Regions from separate parts of the Sus scrofa genome. Here all the other regions are linked to region 1. The links are chromatin contacts, called in public HiChIP or PLAC-seq maps. All regions are on one chromosome and are shown on one strand. Each heading gives the region's core, a stretch centred on a gene start, on an enhancer-like site or on the middle of the called end of the contact. The rest is flanking DNA. Distances are from core to core; before and after follow the strand shown.

What was found. HiChIP or PLAC-seq counts read pairs in DNA pulled down with a chosen protein or histone mark.
Region 2: a contact with region 1 is called in an H3K27ac HiChIP or PLAC-seq map of alveolar macrophages. The contact joins the promoter of ANLN here to the promoter of HERPUD2 in region 1. A contact is called at or near these places in 1 of 47 Hi-C or Micro-C datasets (embryonic fibroblasts) and 2 of 2 datasets of contacts at active chromatin or transcription factors (alveolar macrophages and skeletal muscle).
Region 3: an H3K27ac HiChIP or PLAC-seq map of alveolar macrophages shows a contact between it and region 1. The contact joins the promoter of DPY19L1 here to the promoter of HERPUD2 in region 1. A contact is called at or near these places in 1 of 5 promoter capture datasets (liver) and 1 of 2 datasets of contacts at active chromatin or transcription factors (alveolar macrophages).

What each region holds. Positions count from the first base shown.
Region 1 is chr18:38,281,519-38,286,497 of Sscrofa11.1, forward strand. HERPUD2 (homocysteine-responsive endoplasmic reticulum-resident ubiquitin-like domain member 2 protein) reads left to right here and starts at 3,002. Exons shown (of 9, transcript XM_021078631.1): 1 at 3,002-3,522; 2 at 3,726-4,139. The coding sequence starts at 3,993. LOC102161969 (a long non-coding RNA gene) reads right to left here and starts at 2,924. Exons shown (of 5, transcript XR_002340256.1): 1 at 2,614-2,924; 2 at 1,270-1,331.
Region 2 is chr18:37,708,680-37,713,658 of Sscrofa11.1, forward strand. It overlaps ANLN (anillin), which reads right to left and starts at 2,260. Exons shown (of 24, transcript XM_021078546.1): 1 at 1-2,260.
Region 3 is chr18:38,798,581-38,803,559 of Sscrofa11.1, forward strand. DPY19L1 (probable C-mannosyltransferase DPY19L1) reads left to right here and starts at 2,763. Exons shown (of 47, transcript XM_021079309.1): 1 at 2,763-3,162. The coding sequence starts at 2,865.

The DNA of each region.
Region 1 (4,979 bases), core at 1,752-4,251:
GTCTTGTTATGTACGAATACCTTTAAATAAGACAGTTGAGTGTAGTGGAAAGAGTCTACATTACAGAAGAATCGGAATTCTATTTGGCAGTTACAAGCTGTGTGACGTTGGGGAAGACACTTAGCTTTCTGAGCTTCTTCCCTGTCCTCACTACCTCTCAGAGCTGTTCTGACAATTCATTAGATGACAAGTCACTCAAATCACCCATTGGACATTTAATGCACGTGTGGTTTTCTTCCTTGCATTTTCTACAATGTTGTTTATAATCAAACATCTGGGATCAATTAAGATTTTGAAAGTGCAGTGTTGAAACGAGTTAATTTTCCTAGGCTTCCTAGGCTTCAAGTGTAGGATTTCACTTGTTATTAAACAATAAACTTGATTGAGATTTGATGAGATGCTTTGTGGCACAGCATCTTTAAAAAAATAAAAGACAAGTTTGGTGTAAGTAGGACTAGAAGGAATCAGAAGCCAGATGGCCAACATCATCTTTGAAATCTGCAACTGCAAGATCATCACTTGACTAAAGTCTTTCCTCCCAAGAGAGTTATCAAAGAAAAAAAAAAAAAAACAAACCAAAAACAAACAAACAAACAAAAAACAAAACCAAAAACTCAAACACTGAAAATTATACTGTTCACCATTAAAGTGTTTTACCTTTCTGGAAGGGATACCAAATTTTAGTAAGAAATTCTCAATAATAAGCACTTTATTTTCTTTAAAATTTTAGAGGAAACTGGAATCTCTCAGAATGAGGTGATAAATGCTTTTGCTAGCTGCCCTCCTTCCCAGTTAAAAGAACTGGAAGTAAAAAAAGTCCCACATATATTAGAAATCAATTTTTATTATCTAGAAACAATTTCCTTTAAATGTTTTACTTTATAAACAAAACTACTCCATGGGCAGAAATCACTCTGAATTACTGAACTAGGAACTAAGATTATGTGTATTGAATAGTTAACAGTCTATCTATTAGCATCCTACTCTTAAGCAGTCTCACTAGAGGCTGTCTTTAAGCAGCAAATGATAACTGAGATGTGTAGCTGTTCTTTCTCATTTCCCCTTTATCTGCAACATGTATAAGGATTGAAACAGGTAACTCAATGCTCATAGCAGTCTGTAAGTAATTGCTAGCTTGCATCCCTTCATATTAACAATTTTTCCTACCTCAAAGTTAAATATTATCAAAATTCTGGGGACTATCCTTTCATACATTGTTTCATACACACATACACATAATTTAACAAAGATGGGGTCATTTTTACATACTGTTTTTATTGTGGCCAAGTTCAACAGCATCAAAAGTATTTTCAGGTACTTAATTCAGGTGGCTGTAAAGCAAAAAAAAAGTCACTTCTGTCAGATACTGCAGGTACTGTATCATTTTTATACTCATATATTCATTACATTTTTAAATGTTTTTGTCCATGTTAGTGAATATTTGATGAACTCTAAATAATGCCTGTCGCAGTGAAATATACATTCCATCTTAATACTAATAACATATACTTCACAGTGTCAAGTGAAATGACCACATTAAAGAATTCCTGGAAGTCTGAGTCACAAGCGTTAAGTGACAGGAGCTTATAGTGGGTGTGGTGGTTGGGGAGACCTTCTGGTTTAAATAGGAACTGGACATAAAAGAATTCTTAGAACAGACAGCTTAGGACATATGGTGGCACAATCATGCCACAAAGGATCCAGCCTCTTTCATTGTTCTGCTCTGCCAACCTCTTAACATAGGCCTTTGTTCTCCTGTTTGTTGCTTCATGACTGAGCTGTGGCTGCCCCATTTATGGCATCACATTCCTCCAGGAAGAAAGACAAGTGGAGGGCAAGGATGAGCTCTGGTCTGCAGAACATGTTCATCTGAAAGCTTTCCTAGAAGCCCCAGCAGCAACTCCAGCTTTCATCTAGAAGTGGGGTGGTCTAGAACTGCGTCAAATGGCTGCTGCTAGGTGTACAGGAGTCTGAATAAGTATTTGTGGCTAGTATTAAGCTTCTATTAGGATGACTAGACAATAGGTAGAAAAAGACCAGGGTCTGCTACCAAAAACCCAAGTCAAAGCAAGCTGTTCTCATTCCATGCTAAAAATAGAGAATTTCACTCTTATTTCAAAAGAGCATTGAGAGGGTACAGTTAAGATATGGTAGGTGATCTACCATAAAGAAAGAGGTGAACGAGGGGGTGTAAGGGATCCTGTTGCATTAGCTGTTGAGAGGAAGAATTTCCTCTGGTCACTAACTTCCACTAATCCCCGTGAAGCTGAGAGGGGAAGAGACCAGGTCCCCAAAGCCCCTTACATTAACTGCTTGCATTCGCCTGTAGTGGAAGCTTGGAGCTATGAAAATGCACGTCTAACAAACTTAACTTACTGCATGGACTCCTAAAACTCGTGCAGAAAATGGAGAGTAAGTCAGCTTTGGGAGGTAGACTGAAGAAAGTTCGCCTTCCCTGTCTAAGCCATAAAACAAAAATAACACTGCCATCCCGCTTCATCTCCCACTGTACTGAACACACAGTAGGTGCTCAGTAAACACTCATCAACTTTAGAGAAGACAAAGGAAAGAAATGGAACTGAGAGTCTGCCAGAACTGTACCAGGTGGCTTACCTACATAGCTCATTTATTGAGCAGCACGCTGTCAGGCAGGCATGACTGTCCCATTTAGAGAAGTAAACTGAGGCTCAGAAAGGTTAGGCAGGGTAAAACGAAAGTAGAAGCAGACTCCGGGCATCTGAACTGAAACCCTTCTCCTTAAGTAATGTTGTCTCACAGTCTCTGCTCCGCCAAAGCTCCAGTGCTTTACAGACAGCCGACACAAGACATTTTGAGCAGAAGTTTGATTCAGCATCGGGAAGGACACTAACTTTTGCAAAAACAACGCTAAGGGTGGAGGAACACTTAACAAGTCTTTAGGGTTTGGTCAAAACAGAATGTACTAGCGCCACCTACGCTAGTGGCGAGGCCTGAGGGCCGCTGGGGAGGCGGAGCCGAGCGAAGGGTCAGGCCTGGCGGGCTCAGACGCGCCCGCGTGGCTTCGGGGCGACCCGGAATTCGGTCCGGGGTATCCCTGGTCGGCGCGGGCGGAGAGCAGGCCGCAGGGCCGGGAAGACCGCGCCCCGCTGCGGGCGGCGCATGACGCACTTCCGCCCTGGGTCTTCCAGCTTAAAGGGAACCCGGACCTTCTTCATAACAACAACAAAACTGCGCGCCCGCGGCCGGCGCCTGGGCTCTAGTCCCCGCCCTCCTGCCACCTGCCGCCGCTTCGGTCGCGCCTGGCGGTGCGCCGCCCTGCCTAGCACTGCTCAGACCGAGCGGTCAGGCCGAGAGCGGACCGCGCCCTTCGGCCAACTTCTCCCGCTGCCACCGCGCCGCCTCGCGAGACCCGGGGCCGGGCCGTGGCCGCCGCCAAGCAGCAGGAAGAGAACCTCAGCGGAGGACGCTTGGCCGGACAGTGAGGCCAGTGGCCCTGCCCGGGCGCAGAGGGCGGCGGTGGCGGGCTTTGCGGCCATCTCACAGGTAGCCCTGCTTGTCGCACCTGACCACCCTAAGCGGCCCGTCCCCCTTCTCCAGCCCGCGTTGCGGGACCGTCGCGTAGGGGCCTTGTTGCGTTTCAGTTTGGGGGTCGCGGCGGGGGCGGGGCGGGGGCTCGGGTTGTCGCGCCCTCACCCCTCCTTCCCTTCTCATTGCTTTCTCTCTCTACTCCCGGCCTCCCTCTGCAGTCCGGAGCCCGGCGAAGCCTAGACCTGGCGGGGAGAACTGCACCCTGGGCCGGGCCCCAGACCCCGCCGCCGCTGCCGCCACTGTCCATCATCCTCGGTGCCGGCAATGGCCTTTGTATCGCCCGATGCACTTGTGACTGACTTGGACACGGGATATTAACAACCCACTCGCTTCCGTACCCATCCCAGCCACGCCGGCAGTAACCACCTCGGCTCGTTTAGGCTTAACTGCTGCTCCTTGTGACTCTGTTCGACTTTGGGGGCACCATGGACCAAAATGGGATGGAGATTCCTGTGACCCTCATCATTAAAGCACCGAATCAGAAATACAGTGACCAGACTATTAGCTGCTTCTTGAACTGGACCGTGGGGAAACTAAAAACGCATCTGTCTAACGTGTACCCTAGCAAACCAGTAAGTGTCTAAAAGCTGGGCGCAGCTGCTCTGGCCGGCAGCTTTTCGTGCCAAGTATTCCCTTAACGCCCGCTCATCCCCTCTCCCCCAACTCCCCTTGAATCAAATAGGTCTCTTTTTGACTGCAGAGTATTTTGCATTCCGAGGTTATGTCTCTCTTGAGTGTGTGAAACATCATTAATATCTTCCTGATGAGGTTCAGTTAATTAGTAAGAGTATAGGGAAATATCAAGGGACACGAGAACTGGCAGGCATACAATAGGACCATTTTCCTTGGACTTAAAATGGGGATGACAGATGCCTCTTTATCTTTTTTTAAAAAAGATGAAGTAGTACTACAACCCATCTTAAAGCTCTTATCGCTTATTAGACTAAAATTCCTTTTTACTTGCAATGCCTGGCCCAGAAATTTGCCGACTGTTGAAGAGCGAATTTTTTCTTGGAAATAAGTATGTGACCACAATAAAAGTTATACGTTCCACTCTAGTATATATGTTTTAAGAAGCAAAGAGTTATATGTTTTAGATTCATTTTCCTTCTGCCCCCTTTCTCATTTTTCTCCTGTAGAGGACACAGAAAATTTTTTTTTAATTTAGAAGAAAACAGTCCTTCTACCCCCATCATTTGGTTCATCTTTTATTCTTTTCATACAGCCATTTGTAAATCATCGTGGCAGTGTTTTCCTTTCTGAATCATATCAGGACATTGCAAAGATAATAAAATAGTACAGCTCCATCTGTGCCCAAAGTTAGATTTGAAAGTTATCAACATTGTTGGTAATTACGAAGTCTTGGGGAGTTCTCATTGTGGTTCAGTGCATTAAGAACCCTACGACATGTA
Region 2 (4,979 bases), core at 1,010-3,509, 570 kb before region 1:
TTCTCCCAGAGAGCCTAGGCTAGGCGGCTGAGGCTCGGCTGTGGGTGCGGCGCTCCCGGCCCTTCAACTGCCTCCCGGCCCTGAGCCCCACCCCCTGCGATCGCACACCGCCTCTGTTTAAGCAGATCCCTTCACTCCGTTGTGCTTGGGCGTTCCCGTTTTCCTTCATTCCTAAGTCTAGGACTAAGCCCACTGGACCTTTGACCTAAACTAGCCTTCTCTCTGCTCGCCCGCACCGATTTCACCCCTAAGGGGAACTCAGGCCCGGCTTTCACAAGAGGCAGGTCTAGTGAGCCACCGGACTTTTGGGGCTAATGACCAGTGACCCACCTTGGGAACCGGCCTTTCTCATTGGGAAAATAAGGTGTGTGAGGAGTTTATACACAAAACTCCTATCATACCTTCTTATTCTTATCCCATCAAACTGCATAGGATGTTAGAGCTGAGAAGCCACCCACTTTAATTCTTCCTTTTACAACTGAGACAAGGGAGACCCTGAGACATTAATTAACTGGTCCAGGAGAAATGAAAATCCCATTCTCAACTCAGTCTGCTTTCCAGCAGTGGATCAAGCTGTGTCTCCTAATGATTCTTTAGAGATTACTAAGAATTGTGAAATACATTATATATATTTACTGTATCAGATTCATTTCTAATTTAGCCATACTAGGGCTTGTTATAAAGACAACCAGGTTATGACTTGCTCATCTATAACACTGTGTAGATTGCTGGGTAACTGCCCAACAATTGAACCAAAGTATTTCTCCCAAGTTAGAAGTTTCAGAATAAATAATAACCTTTCTATCTTATCGGCATTACAAAAGTATTTCACTAATAATATCTCTAACTTGAATTTTGGTTGGAATGAAAAGAATTCTTCGAGTTCCTGTTGTGGCTCAGCTTCTTAACTCAGGTTAAGAACCTGACCAGAATGTGGGTTCAATCCCTGGCCTCACTCATTGGGTTAAGGATCCGTTGTTGCCATGATCTGGTAGGTCCCAGATGCAGCTCGGATCTGGTATTGCTGTGGTTGTGGTGTAGGCCTGCAGCTGCAGCTGGGATTGGACCCCTTGCCTGGGAACTTCCATGTGCTACAGGTGTGGCCGTAAAAAAAAAATTCTGAGTTTGGGCCAAGAAGAAATTGCTTGGGGTCTTGGTTCTACCAAGAACCGTGTGACCTTAAGCTTTAGGCAAATTATTTAACCCACTATTTTTCAGCCTTTGGGGGAGTCATGGACTTCTTAGTAAATACAATTAAAGCTGGAAAATGCCCACTCGATCATAAACTCTTTAACGTGATTCCATGACCTTCATGGCCACCAGGTTAAGAACCTCTGATTTAGTCTCTCTGCATATTAGTTTACTCATCTGTAAAACATAGGTAATCAACTGCCCTGCCTTCCTCAGAGTTATTAGGAGTATCAGGTGAAAAATTGAGAGAGGTCCAAAAGTATTCCGTATTTAGTAATAAGGCTCTATCCAAGTGTTTGGTTTATTGAATTATTTAACTCAAAATATGCTACTTATGAAACAAAGAGGGAAGATGCTTGAATTTTTTTTCAAGTGCTGGACAAAAAGTGATGGGTGGGTGGGGGTGGTGAGGAGAGCAAGGGTTCAGGGGGAAGTTTACACAACATTGGAAAATGAGTCATTAGAAATTTATGAAGCTTTGTGCTTTCTAGCTTTGGCCTCTGTGAGCCTTAGATTCTCTAGAAATTAGATTCTTGTCCAGACTAAAAGAGGTAAATAATGCATGTAGCTCAATATAACCACTCAAAACATTAGTTTATCTTTCTCCATAGTTCCCCTGTATCTACCCTGACAATGATGATGACAGCAGCCACCACACAGTGGCTGAAGTTTATTAAACACCCACCTTGTGCCAGAATCTGTCTAGAAACCGAAGTCCAGTTGCTTAGAATATTGCAACTACCGTCTAATGGGCCTCTCCCTTCTTGCTCCCTAGTAGTTCATCTTTCAGTTTATAGGCTAGAATTACTTTTCTCCTTTTAAAAATTGTATAATAGGAGTTCCCGTTGTGGCTCAGTGGTTAACGAATCTGACTAGGAACCAGGAGGTTGCGGGTTCGATCCCTGGTCTCGCTCAGTGGGTAAGGATCCAGCGTTACAGTGAGCTATGGTGTAGGTTGCAGACATGGCTCGGATCCCAAGTTGCTGTGGCTGTGATGTAGGCCGGTGGCTACAGCTCCGATTCGACCCGTAGCCTGGGAACCTCCATATGCCGCGGGAGAGGCCCAGAAAATGGCAAAAAGACAAAAAAAAAAAAAAAAAAATTGTATTATAAAGTATTTCCAGTTTACCAAGGGATTAGTGAATAAAACAATCACAGTGTACCCACCCCCAGCTTAATTGAAGTCTCCTGTGTGTTCCTCTTTAATCCCATTCACCTTCCACTCTCCACCAGTAAAACTCCTGATTTTGATATTTATCATTCCCATGAAGTGTATGTACTTTTATTACATCTACATATCTACTCAATATAGTGTTTCACATAAATTTTATTTTTGCCGTAAGTAAAAATTTCTGTAGTCGGTTTCTTTTCTCAATAGTCTCTTTATGAGACTCATCATCACTAACAGGTATAGCTGCATTTTATTCATTCCCACTGCTATATTTTATTGTATTAATATACTTGTAATTTACATATCCATTATCCTGTTAATTGGCCATTAGTTCATTTCCAATTTTTCACTCCAAAAATTCCATGATGCCATGAATATTTTTATATCTCCTTATACATACATGCAAAACTTCCTCTAGGATAATATACCGAGGAATTAGAGAATTCTTTCAATAAATATATCTCAATATTATTGCAGATGTTAAAAATAAATTGCTCTTTAAAATGATTGTAATAATTTATATTCCAATCAGCAGTATATGAGCATGCCTGCTACTCTAGTGCCTTCCTGCTACTCAGATACTTTTTAGATTCTGTCATTCTTGTTTATATGCATTTCTCCTATTACTCATGAAAGTGAGAATTATTTCATGTGTTTATTAGCCTTTCGGTTTTCCTTTTCTGTGAATTTCAATTTCATATCCGTTGCCCTTTTTTTTCTTTCTTTCTTTCTTTCTGGGGCCACACCCATGGCATATGGAGGTTCCCAGGCTTGGGGTTGAATCAGAGCTACAGCTGCTGGCCTACACCACAACCACAGCAACACCAGATCCGAGCTGTGTCTGTAACCTACACCACAGCTCACGGCAGCAGCAGATCCTTAACCCACTGAGTGAGTCCAGGGATCAAACCCTCAACCTCAAGGTTCCTAGTTGGTTTCGTTTCCTCTGCACCACAGTGGGAACTCCTGTTGCCCATTTTTTTAATGTTGCTTTTTCTTATTGATTTGTAGACTTTTTGTTGTTTACTGTTTTATGGGAAAATAACTCTTGGTTTTTGGCTGACAAACGTCTTTTTCTAGTTTATGGTTTGTCTTCACTTTAGGTTGCCTTGGATGTACAGAAATATTTACTATTAATGTAATCAAACATATGTATGTTTCCAAGAGAGTTTGTACCTCTATGTCTCAAGTAATCCTTTCCCACCCTGAGGTTGTAACGATGTTCTCCAGGGAGTTTCCTGTGGCACATTGGGATAAGGATCTGGTGTTGTCAGTGCAGTGCCTTGGATTGCTGTTGTGGTGCAGGTTGGATCCCTGTCCTGGGAACTTCCACATGCTACAGGCATGGCCAAAGAAAAAAAAAAAAAGAGAGAGAGAGAGATGTTCTCCCATATTTTCTTCTACAAAGTATGTTTTTATGTCTTTATGTTACCTGGATTGGTCTTGTTTTTTATAGGGATAACCAAATGTATTAGCAACAGTTAATTAATTGTCTGTCCTTTCCCCACTGACCTGTAATGCCATTTTTGTAATGTACCAAGTTTTCATGTATGTGTCGGTCTATTTAGTAGCTCTTTATTCTATTCTATTCGTCTATTTGTTTATTCCTCTCCCAATATTGAACCATCTTCATTATGTGTTGATATCTGATAGGGCAAATTAAAAATTGACTTGGTTTATTTTGTCCCCTTATTTTTCCGCATAAATTTTGAGGTCAGAGTGTCAAGCCCTAAAAAGGAAAAGAAAATCCTCTTGAGATTTTTTTTTTAATTATAATTTACCAAATTAATTTGGAGAAAATTGACATCTTTGTGATATCAGGTCTTTTCATTAACTTAGGCCTACTTTAAGATCATCCAAAAATGTTTGCAATGTACTTCTATAAAGAGCTTAAAAGTCTTTCATTTATTCCCGTGCAGCTTTTTTTGTTATTGTTCTTATAAATGGTATTTTTTAAATTATATTTTAAAGCTATCACTGATATATAAGAATATGATATTGCAAATCTACTGAACTATTTTATTAATTTTAGTGGTTTACTTATAAAGTGGGAGCTTTTTAAAGTATAAATTATATAGTATCAGTTTCTTATTTAGAGCCAGTTTATGTCTTCTACTGCAATTAGAATAATATCTAAATTCTTTATCATACCCTACAGAGCCCAGCATGATCTGGACTTTGCCTGCCTCTCCTAGTAAACTAATATTCTCCAAATATCACAATAGTCTCCCTTTTTTTCCCACTAGTCTCCAGCCCCTTAGGCCTTTCTTTCCAGTCATAAAAATATGCCAAATTATTTCTTGCCCTAAGAAGTTTCCATCCCCTGGACATTCCTAGATCTACATTCCTAGATCTAATGAGGCTGGCTCCTCATTAAATGGATCTAAGCTCAAATGTACTGCTTTCTCAAAGAAGACTTCCCTGGTAGCTCAGTGGGTTAAGGATCACTGCTGTGGCTCTAGTCACTGCTGTAGTGCAGGTTGATCCCTGGCCTGGATACTTCTGCGTACCATAGCTGTGGCCATCCGCCACCCCTAAAACCGAAAAAACTTCCCTGATCTTGTGGCCAGCCCCTCCTCTCTGCCCCCCAATCACTTTGTGTCCTAAAACGCTGATA
Region 3 (4,979 bases), core at 1,513-4,012, 520 kb after region 1:
ACAACACATTTTTTTTTTTTTTTTTAAATGCAGCTTTCAGTTTCCCTTTCTCCCTTTTCCTTCTACTCTCTCTCTCTGGCATCCACCACTATGTGGCAGCTCTTGGCCTAAAGATAGGAATATGAGTGAACTGCACTCCCTGCTCTTGTGGATCTCAGAGTTATAAAGACAAAATGAAATTTGACTCATAACCTTCATGACTATTCCATTTTCTGCTTCACCACCCTCCCTGTGTGAAACATCCTCCTTTGGGGGGGCGGGTGTTGGTGGGGCAGAGAAGGGTAAGAGCAGTTGCTTCTTTTATCCAGGCTTAGTGACCCACTGAATGGTCACCATTTGTAAAGCATGCGTGGGAAGCAAGGAACTTTAGGGGAGGATCAGTTCTCAGACAGCTGATAAGCTTGAAGCCCAGAGAGTGTGGGACTGGTCCAAATATCACACCACTGTCCTTGCTCTTCTGCATCCTACTTCCTGCATCCTTACATCCATCAGCCTCAGGCTCTGGGACAGAAGACTTGCTACCCTCTATACCTCATTCACTGCTTTGAACATTTATTGGATAGTTACCTTGATGGACGTAATTGTGAGATACCTTATATACATTGTCTTATTTAATTTTCACAAACCTGTAGGGTAGATGCTTTTATTACTTTTATTTTAGGGATGAGGAAATTGAGACTCAAAAAGGTCTGGTAACTTGGCCAAGGACACAGGACCGGTATATAGGAGCAAAGACTAGAACATGGATCTACGGTTACCATGTTTTTTGACCAATATGTTAGAATGCCCCTTTCGGGGATTCTTCACTTGGTTGCCAATAAAATAAATTTGCAATTTATTTATTTGCAAGTACAAGTTTTCACCTACCATTTTAACTAATATTTTACAGTCTTCTTGGTTGCCAAGAAGGGGCTCTTCAGCACTGGTGGAACTGATCAAACCCTCCTGGGTGTGTCTTAAAAGACAGATGTCCCTCTTTCAGTTCAATTCAATAAACTTTCATAGACAGGCTCCAGGTTAGGCTCTGTGGGATAATATGAAGCTGAGTAGGAAAGATGCTTTGTCCTTCAGAAATTTGAGAATATAGGAGAGGAGGGCTAGAACTAAGTGACTTTCAAGTGCACTACAAAACACAGCATTATAAATCATCATTTGGTCATGTTATTTCCTGCATTCATTCACTCAGTCACTCATTTATCCATTCAGTGTTTGTTTACCCTGGTAAAGTGATACCAGTTGAATCTAACAGGGTAACACTGGATCCATCAGACACACTGTTTCAGAATGTAAACATTCTTTAAAATCACTTTCAATAATTTTTCAAAAACCAGTGTCCAAAAATAGTCGTTCCCTCCTGGGATAAAAGACAGCTGAAAATCCAAATTCACAAAAATACAGAGTACGGAGAATTATTAATTTGCATGGCAAAAACTATTACAAAATAATTCACTGCCTTTAAAAAGTAAGTGAATGCCGGTATTAAGTTACTTAAATCACTGGGCAGAGAAACAAGGGAGAGGACCCATAGCCACGTGAAGCCTCTAGGATTACAGTGGAGATAATCAGAATCATGTGGCTTGATATACAAAATTGGGAACTAAGGACAACTTTTTGGAACAAGCTCATTGGATTTAAAGGTAAGGAACATTTCGGTGATCCACGAGGCTGCAGGGTTTTGTGCAAAAAATGCAGGGATGTGGGGGCGGGGGTGGAAGGTAAATGAAAGTTGCCTGGTTTTCCCAATCTTCCTAGGCTTCCTTCAGTCATGCCTTCTGCTGCTGCATGAAAGAAAATACGTTTTCAACTAAAGGCTTGTATTTAACATCAAATAAAGTTCTACTCTCTTTCAAGCCATAAGGTTATATAGCATTTGAAACTAACAGGACATTCTCATTGCTAATCTTTCCTTCTCAGTCCATTCAATTTTATTACCCTCAGTCTAGGCTGCTACCCCTGGTTTTTGGTTTTAATGTCAGGCACACACTTCTGTCCCGACCTTTATCAGCTCACCCTGATACTCTACTGCCATTTTAAATCGGGTTGCCCCGCTCGTCGGGTTTGTGAAAGCGGAAGCTGCACTAGGCAGCGTTCTAAATTACGAGGCCACACAGGGTGGAGTAACGTGACCCTTTGGCTGGACTTTGGGCAGCTAGCCTTTTAGCAGCAGGGCCACCGAGAACTCCAGAGCGCACACACAGCGCCCCCAAGTGGTCCTTCTCTAGCGCCTCCTCCCGGGTCTAGCCGCCTCCGCAACGAGTTGCTTGGGCCACGCGGGCTTCACCGAGCTCCACTTGCAGCCTTAATCGGGTCCAAAACTTCGACCAGCTGCGCCCGCCCAGAGAGGGCCCTTCTTCTTTCCCCGTCGCTCCCAAAGGGTGGGACCGCCACTCCCGCTGGGCAGTCCGCGTCCTCAAACCTGCAGATTCCTGCGCGGGTTCCAAACCTGGCCGGGGTCGCTGGGCGGCCCGGGGTCGGCCCCCGCCCCCGCCGGAAGTCGGCGCGTGCGCGCTTGCCGGCCGGGAGCGCGCGTCCGGCGCGGAGGGGCAGCAGGGGCGGGGCCGCGGCTGCGGCCGCTCGCGGGGTGTCCCCGCCCCCGCCCCCTGGCGTTCCACGGTCGCCGTGACAACCGGAACGGCGGCAACGGCGGCGGGCGCGCGAGTCCGGCGCCGCCTCCCGGCAGCACCGCCAGGCAGGCAGCCGCCGCCCGGCCTTGCAGTTCTCCCCGCCTCCCCGCCGGCGGGGAGGGACCGGACCGCCCTCCGCCCGCCCGCCGGAGAGTGAGCGGCGCCGGGGCCGCCCCGCCAGCCCGCCGTTCCCCGGCCGCCGTCCGGGCGCGCGCAGCGAGCGGGCGCGACTATGCCAAGATGGTCCTGCAGGCGCGGAACAAGCACCGGGAAGCGGCCCCCAAGCCGCCCCAGCCGCCCCGCGCCTCTCAGTCGCCGCTAAGGGGGACGCCAGATGTCGGCGCCGGGGAACCCGGGCCCGAGCGCGCGCCCCCGTCCCCTCGGCGCAAGGGCGCCGCGGGCAGGAAGGGGCTCCGCGCGGAGCCCGCCGCGCCGGCGGCCGGGGGCGGCCTCGGGGGGCGCTTGGCGGCTCGACTAAGCGGGGCGCTGGGCCTGCGGCGCTCGGGGCGCGGCCGGACCTGGACCACGCTCCTGTTAGGTGAGCAGCCCAGCGCGCGGGCGCCGCCGGGACGCGGAACTTTGAGGCACGGGTCCCCCTCTCCCCCTCCGCTCCTCTCTCCTCCGGCTTCTGTGCCGCCGAGCCCCGCCGGCCGGTTTCCGTCAGTTTGCAGCCCTCTCCGACTTTTCCTGGGACGTCCTTACCTTCTCCTCCCCTCCCCCGCCCTGGCTCAGCCTTCCTCGCTCCCTTCCTACCCGCTCTCAGTGTCGGCTTTAAAAAAAATGGCCCCGAGATCAACAGCTGCCCGGTCTGGCCGCGAACTGGCAGGTCTGCGCTAACGAGACTTGGGCGCTGCTGATTGGCGCGGACCGGCTGCCTTCCCGTTATCTCGGCCCCTGCTCCGGAGGATGGTTTGCGATTACTTGGAGCCCAAAGCAAAAGCAGGTTGCCTGTCCTAGAAAGTTGCTAAACTTATAATTAAATTTTAGCGTGCTTTTTTTCTTCTTGGCTGCAACCACAGCTGGTGGCACTTAGTGATTCCCCTCCGCACATCACTTTCCCGGTTGTGTTGTGTTTTGGGCGCCTGAGCTGGGACACTGCTGACCTGGCGAACGATTGGTTTGGAGGGCTGCCCTCGTCTTTCGGGCCTTGACCAAACGGATGATACGTAGCGATGAGCTGAAAGAAATAAAGTTAAATTGTTCACATGTTGTGGACCGTTTTGAGGTTTCCTTTGTTTCCTGATTGACATTCTGATAAGGCAAGTTATAGCAGTTTGGATAATAGGCCAGATTTTTCTTAAGTCAGCAAGTAAAATGCTGTAACACTACTTTTCCAATATAATGTTGTTAATGGGCTTTGGCTGCTTAATTATTTAACTATTGGTGATTTATCCCTTATTACCCTTTCACATTCCCTTAGTGACCCAAAAGGATTTGGAGTTCAGTGTAGACCAGGGAATAGGACAGAGCAAATAGTCTTCCCCTGAGATCACAGCCATCACTAGAAGCGACTCAATGATAAAAACCACAGTCATCACCGTGTGAGTGCGCGCGCGCATTTGTGCTCTCGCACGCGTGCCCACGAACATTTTAATGGGCTCACAAAGGTTGATATTGCTATTAGGGCACTTTTTTTTTCTTCTATTGTAGATTCAAGCCTACAGAAATTCAGTATTTTCAGTACATCCCTTCTTTTTTTTTTTTGAGTAGCGAGCTTGAAAAACCTTGCCAGTGTGCAGGTTAGAGAAGTTCACCTTGGGGAGGCAGCATGGTACAGAGGATGAGGCAGACGCTCCTGATCCAGTTCACGGTGGTTAAGTTTCGTTTAAGTTTCAAGTTATTTCCTTTGTGAGCCTTGGTGTCTCTGTGACATGGGATTATCACCTGCCCTACTTACTCCAGGGCATGTCCTGAGGACCAGAACTAAAAGGGGTGGGTATTATTTGACTAGACACTTTTGTGTTTAAAACGTTTAACGAATTTTTAGTTGCTGTTATAAAAGGACATGCATAATACTGATCTGGTGACAAGATGAGGTTGCATTTTTCCTGAATGGCTACTATAAACATTAACCAATTTGTTGCAAAACATGGAATGGCATCACTTCTTCAGGGAGGTTAACAATAACAAATCATAGAATAATATCTGTTGCCCTTTTGTACATATTTTCTTTGCTTGTAATTGCGTTTCCTTTAAATCTTCCTATATTGGATGGCTTATATTTGGATCTAGTAATGCTCATACCTTAGTACATTTTGTATGAGCATAAAAGCATGATACTTTACTTGACTCACTCATTTGAGTATTGGAAGGAGTTACAGTGAAGGCGCCGCCCCACATTTTTGAATATACTCT